Regions from separate parts of the Mus musculus genome. Here region 1 is linked to region 2. Evidence: chromatin contacts called from public HiChIP or PLAC-seq data. All regions are on one chromosome and are shown on one strand. The core of a region is the stretch at or near the end of the contact, and the rest is flanking DNA. Distances in the headings are between cores, read along the strand shown. Region 1 has its middle 10 kb from the start of Gm41582. Region 2 has its middle 160 kb from the start of Clic5.

Evidence for each region. HiChIP or PLAC-seq counts read pairs in DNA pulled down with a chosen protein or histone mark.
Region 1: a contact with region 2 is called in a RAD21 HiChIP or PLAC-seq map of pro-B cells, with 12 times the contacts expected there. The contact joins two enhancer-like sites. A contact is called at or near these places in 1 of 15 datasets of contacts at CTCF or cohesin (pro-B cells) and 1 of 115 datasets of contacts at active chromatin or transcription factors (embryonic basal ganglia).

What each region holds. Positions count from the first base shown.
Region 1 is chr17:45,271,894-45,275,159 of GRCm38.p6, forward strand. No RefSeq gene overlaps it. Among named protein-coding and RNA genes, the nearest start is that of Gm41582, 10 kb to the left of the region's middle. Within about 2 kb of position 1,743, at least 11 of the 459 cell types and tissues checked have an H3K27ac peak or open chromatin away from gene starts, as enhancers often do. A contact at or near this core is called in pro-B cells, where this site is marked.
Region 2 is chr17:44,349,966-44,353,174 of GRCm38.p6, forward strand. No RefSeq gene overlaps it. Among named protein-coding and RNA genes, the nearest start is that of Clic5, 160 kb to the left of the region's middle. Within about 2 kb of position 1,671, at least 60 of the 459 cell types and tissues checked have an H3K27ac peak or open chromatin away from gene starts, as enhancers often do. A contact at or near this core is called in pro-B cells, where this site is marked.

The sequences.
Region 1 (3,266 bases), core at 493-2,992, 920 kb after region 2:
CATGGACAAAAGCTGTCTTAGTTAGGGTTTTACCATTGTGAACAGACACCATGACCAAGGCAACTCTTTTTTTTTTTTTTTTTTAGACAGGGTTTTTCTGTATAGCCCTGGCTGTCCTGGAACTCACTTTGTAGACCAGGCTGGCCTCGAACTCAGAAATCTACCTGCCTCTGCCTCCTGAGTGCTGGGATTAAAGGAGTGCACCACCACGCCTGACCTCCAAGGCAACTCTTATAGGACAAGATTTAATTGGGACTGGCTTATAGGTTTAGAGATTCAGTCTATAATCATCAAGGCAGGAGGATGACATTGTCCAAGCAGGCATGGTGCAGGAGGAGCTGAGAGTTCTATGTCTTCATTGGAAAGCCTCTACAAGACTGGCTCCCAGTGGTTAGGAGGAGCGTCTCATTGCCCACTCCCACAGTGACACACTTCCTCCAACAAGGTCACACCTCCAAATACTGCCATTCCCTGGGTCAAGCATATTCAAACCACCACATTCTACCACAAAAGCTATTCTAACCTTAATCAAGAAGACTTTTTACAATGAATAGAGGTAAATACAGAGATTCAGGGCTGCCTAAGACGCTGAGAATAAGTGATAATTGAGGGCCAGCAATAAACAAGACATTTATATTGCCTTCTCTAAGGTTTAGGGAACATTGAAGAATAGAGGTTGGGAAGAACATACAAGCCAGAAGACAAGGAGAAAGGCTGCAAATGTCATCCTCTAGGCATGCCATGACCATTGCAATTATGAACTTACGGTTGTGGTTATCTGCAGTGGGCTGGCCTTAGAGTAACCCTGTTACCAGTCATAAGTAAGGGAAGAGGCCATGGGACCATACCCCTTACTACTGAACTCTATATTATTGATAGATTCCAAAAGGGAGTCATTTTCTTCAGTTGTGTCCCCACTGCTGAGCTCACCAGTCTTCGATAGACAACTCCAAGTTCATGGCCAGACAGATGGTGCTGCTTCAACTCCGTGGGTCACAAAAGGAAACAAATAGGAAAGAATGTAGACAGGAGATCTGTAGGGAAGAGGAGTGAAATAGGCATGGGTGAGAACCGAGAGTAATCATGTGTTATACACCTGTGTGAAATTATCAAAGAACAAATATAATTAAAATATCTTAGGCATCTCTGTAACGCACATTGGCCTCCTCTGGCTTAGGATGCACCAGTTCTTCAGCACTGTGTCTGTGGCCATTTTCAACAGTGGAGTCAATAGCAAGAAGCACAGAAATGTCCCAACCATGCATTAAATATATCACAGAAGGGACACGTGATTACATAGAGAGAGCTGCGGCAGAAAGCAGAATGTTGCTTTGTTTGTTCATAAATAGGAATGAACGCACTAGGTGAGTCAAAATTTTGCCACTCTGCCTGTGTCCAAGAATGGTTGCAAAAGCATCATCCATGCTGGTCTCAGGCACTAATGAATGTCAGTGAGTATGAAAATCCACAGGCAGATCTGTCAAATAGTAAGATCCATCTGTATGTATGTGCCTGCGTTCATGCCTGCATTCTTTAAACATAATCAATAAAATATGTTGAGTGCTCGCTCCCAACCATGAAGATGCCTCCAGAGACTATGCCTCCGATATGCAGTAGCAACATTCACTATTACTGAAGTGCACCAACCGTTCAAGAGCTCCCCTGTAATAAGGCAGAGACTGCAGCAAGCTAAGAACACGCTGAGACTTCCCCACTGCCATTTCCGGCTGTTGGAGGGTGGACTTCTTGGGTGTCTGTCTAAGCACAGCTGCTCCCTGGGGACTGGTAAAGCCACACAACCCTCTGCAAAACAACATAGGCATCCTCAGTCAGAGTGGTCAGAGGCACGTGGTGAAGGATTAGATTCTCCTCAATCCAGCTTCCGTTTCTTTATTCACTCACTCACTCATTCATTCATTCATTCATTCACACCATCCATTCATTCACCCATACCCTTCCTCTACTCACACCATCCTTCATTCATTCATGCATATTCCCTTTTCAACACCATTTCTTCTCTCATTTCTTTAAATTCTCCTCTTATCCATCACCATCCATCCATCCATTCATTCAAACGCTTCCTTTATTCATATCATCTATTCAGCCACAAATGTCCTTATTCACTTTACCTGATCGCTCATTCATTCAAACCCTCCTCTCACTCACAAAATCCATTCAGTCATACCATTCCCTTATTCACACCATCTGTTCATTCCTTCATACCTTTCAAACCTTGGTTCATACCATCCACTCATTCACCTTGCCTTTAATCACACCATCCATTCATTTGTCCATTCATTCAAACCCTTCTTTCATTCACACCGTACATCCTTCCTGTATTCACACCATCCATTCATTCAACCCTTCTCTTATGCATACCGCCCATTCATTCATGTCCTTATTTGAGTCACGCTATCCTTTCATCCACACCATTCCTTTATCTGCATCATGTGTTCCTGAAATCAGTGCGATCGTTCTCTCCTTCTTTCTGATGAACCTGCATCAAAGCAACTTGGAGATGCCTGGTGTCTTACTTTATCTTGTTCTTTTCTCCCCCTGGCATCATCCTCCATGACCAAGATGGAGCAACGGCCACATGGGAATGAAATCCTGAGTGGACACCCTGATTAGCCATCCAAAAAAAGTATCTTGTCAGTGGAGGGAGCTGCTTAGGTGGGAGTCTGGCAGTGATAGGTGTTTTGAAGGGCCCACTCTCTGGCCTGATTTTCTTTGGTAATGTTTGCACTTCCCAAAGCTGCCAATCAAGATAGTCCAGAAGAGCTAGATGTGCTTCCATGAGAAAGAGGATGAAGGACCGTCAACCAAAGGGAGTTGGTGAGGCTGCCAAGGGTGGCTCAGCTCAGGCCACAAGGTTTCTAGATGGAAGGTCACAGAGAACTTCTCTCAAGATGGACTGGGTAAATTCCACATCACCAGTGCATCTAGGCCTGGTCTGAAATCACATCTCTCCAGTGTCTTGTAGACCACTGTCCTTCTGTCTCCTGCCTCCTGCAGAGCTTAGGACAGCAACAGGTTAGAACCGAGTTTAATGAAACTGGAATAAAAGACAAACCAGCGACAGTCAATTACTGCCCAGATCACTCTGAAGACACTCAGGGATACTCCAACCTTCAAGATTAGAGGAATGGGAGTCCAGTGCTCAGAGAACTGGACCCACCTCTACTCCCAAGCATGGGGCTCGGGCGAAGCTATGTTGCCATCTTGTGGTGATTGGAGGTGAGTTTCTAAGCTCTGGCTAACTGCTC
Region 2 (3,209 bases), core at 421-2,920:
CAGAGGATAAGAGACAAAGTCAGGAGACAGAGGATGAGAGAGAAGGGGAAGGGAACCATGTAGAGGGAGGACAAAGGACTGCCTCTGGATAGAGAGGAGCCATAGGAAAATAAGGTCTATAAAGGTAAAAGGGAAGCCCTGTGTTCAGATGAGGTGTTCAGTTTTAATTGGGCATGTTAATTAGGTGAGCCAAAGGGGGCTTTTGATTGCTGGACTTCAATACTTTGATAGCTGGACCTTGGTAGTCAACCTTAGGAGGAGGAAGTGGCCAAATAAAGAAAGCGACCTTCATAGGTGGCTTTAGAAATGTCATCTAGTGGATTTTAGCAAGGAAGCGAGAATGTGAGAGAAGGGCAAGTGCTGCGGGCAGACCAGCTGCTCGCGAGGAACTGAGATGGCAGCTCGAGCTGAAAGAAAGGAACTAGACAGACGGAAGAAAGAACGGAGCCAAGTCAAACAGGATTCTGATCAAAGCTCAATTTTACTAATTCGTGCACCGAGTTATGAAGCAGGGGGAAAGGGTTAATTCCCACCAAATAATCCTGGAGTCCAGTTGCAGGGTGACCACGTGTATGGCTCCAGAACAGCAAAGTGGCAGGCTCCAGCAGTGGGCGTGGCAGAACGATTAAGCGGCAAGCTCCACCCCAATGCAAACAGAGAAACCTGAGCAAACAGGTTTCAGGCTGCGGAGGGGAGGCTACAGGCAAAGCCTACCAGAGCCATGCTCACCAGTCTCAAGCTGACCAGAGTGCCTTCACCTGGTGTCTGGGTGAGAGAGCCTGCACATTAGACTAGGTCACGTGACTCTAAAAGAAGACCCTGTAGTACAAAGCTAGAACACGCTCGCGAGCACACACACACACACACACAGAGAGAGAAAGAGAGAGAGAGAGAGAGCGTAAGAGGACTCCTACTGCCAAACATCAGGACACCCTGACTTTAAGAGCCAGAAAGCTATGCCAATTTGTTTGGTTACAGGTTCTTGTGATACTGACAGAGTTGGCACAGCGTGTCTCTCTCGAGAAGAGACCAGAACTGACAGGTGGAGTTTAGGGCACCCCGCCATCACACAAGCAAAATACTCAGAAAAACACACTGTACAGTAAGGCACAAGTTCCCCACTAGTGGGAATGCCCAACTCTGTAGTTCAGGGGCTGTCAGACAGGCAGATAGTTCCTGCAATGGGAATGAAGTTGGAAAAGATGAAAAGGCAGACTCCTCCTCCCAGCCCCACATCTTTCCAGATCTGTCCTGCAAAGCAGACTCGGAACAACTCAAACACCATCCAGCCTCTCAGGTGTATATATTGCATTTCTTAGACTTTCCAGTGTCTTCTCTGTAATTTGGGGGAAGTGCCTGAAAAGGAACAAGAAGAGGATTCGTTCCTCTTATCTCCTAAGAGTGGGTCTATCCTCACCTGCTGTCAGTGTCTTTCTCAACTCTGCCTGCTTCTGGGAAGCATCATTAGAGTTCAGGCTGGGTTGTTGGGTTTTATTTTATTTTATTTTATTTTGAGAAGTATGTCTGTTTGTGACGGATGTGTTCAGTGACTCATCAGAGGAAATGCTGTGTGTTACCAAAAATAATAATTTGTATGTCAATGCAGTTGTTAACTGTCCCTCCTGCTCTTAGTTCTCACTTCCCCCCAGACTCTCATAATTACTGTTGTTCTGCATCGAGCAGCAAGAATCGTATTTCTCTGTCCAGAAAATGACAGCTACTGGGACCCTCTTCTCTGCAGGGGAGGCCTGCGCAGCTGAGCACAGAGCCTGCCTAAAGCCCACATCAGGGCCGACTGAGTGCCTGCATTGAAACGGGTCAATGCACCCCAAAGACCCACAGCTGCTGGCACTGGTGTCTGGGTTCTAAAGGAGCCTCTCTAGTACCAGCTGAGTGACCCCAGACAAGCCACAGAACCTCCGGGGCCTCTGTTCATTCATCTGTGAAGCTGAGAACACAGCACTCGCTCGACTAATGAATGGTATCGCTGGCTTTGTTTTCGTTAACATTTTATTTCTGGGCCACCAGACCAGACACCTTTGCAAAATCTGGAGGCGCAGTGGTAGACAGAGCAGCAAAACATCTTTCTCTCTCTAGACCTCCACTGGGGGGAGTGAATCAATCGTAAATGAGCCCACAATACAGGATTTCTAAGGGTCTTGGTGACAAAGTAAAGCAAATGAGTGAGGAAGGGAGTGAGCAGGGAAAGTTCTCCAAAGGCCGCCACTGAGGCACGCCCACAGGAGGACAGGGGGTGGGCGATGGGGTGGGAGGTGGGGAGGGTGAGGTGGGGGGTGTCTCGCGTGCGCGAATTTGGAGAAAGAGCATCCGATATTGTGCGGACAGCTGATGCACAGGTTCTGAGGTGAGGGCGAACACCGCATATTTAAAACATAGGAATGATTGAGCACTGGGCAGAGATCCCAGGGGGAACACAGTAACTGAGGGAAGCCGAACCAGGCAGGATATGGCTGTTGGCTTTTGTCTTTACCCCACAGTGAGACGGGAGTCCATAGGATCTCTGGGGGTCTGACAAGACTCTTTCCAGGAAATGTGTTGAGAAAGGAAAGTTTAATGAAGCTATATGCCCCAAGGTGTTTTGAAAAAGAAAAAAAAATGCATGGAAGATGATGGGGAAGTAGATGATGATGTTTCTTAAAAATGCAGCCTTCCATATGCTTCAAAAAACAGGTAGTCATAGAGATGAGGGGTGGTGAGTTAAATACAATCTCCACTTCACTATCTCTTCTTCAGGAGAAGTCAAGTTTTGTTTCCATTCCCAGGAGGCTTGGTTGGCCCTGAACCTGCAGATTAATGGAGACACCATGGGTAGATGCTATATAGGTCTTGGCTTAACCTCTTGAAGCTCTCTGTTGGCTTCCCCTCCCTCTCTCTGGGAACTCTCACTTCGGAGACATTTACTCTCTCAGCATGTAGCAGTCATGTGGTGAAAAATTCCAAGTCACATGGAAAGGCCACATGCAGAAACTCCCAGTGGCAGCCCACATGGGCTTTGAGACCACTGCCACTATCTACTGCCAGGCATGTGAGGGAACTGTCTTCAAATGTTCCAGTCCAGCTGAGCCCCCATGACTACGCCTCGGCCAACGTCTTTCTGGGGCAGAAGAACCTTCCAGCTGTGCTCAGTTAAACCCACAGCATCATGGGATGCAACACAACGGCTGTGGCTTTCAGCAATTAAGAGTTTG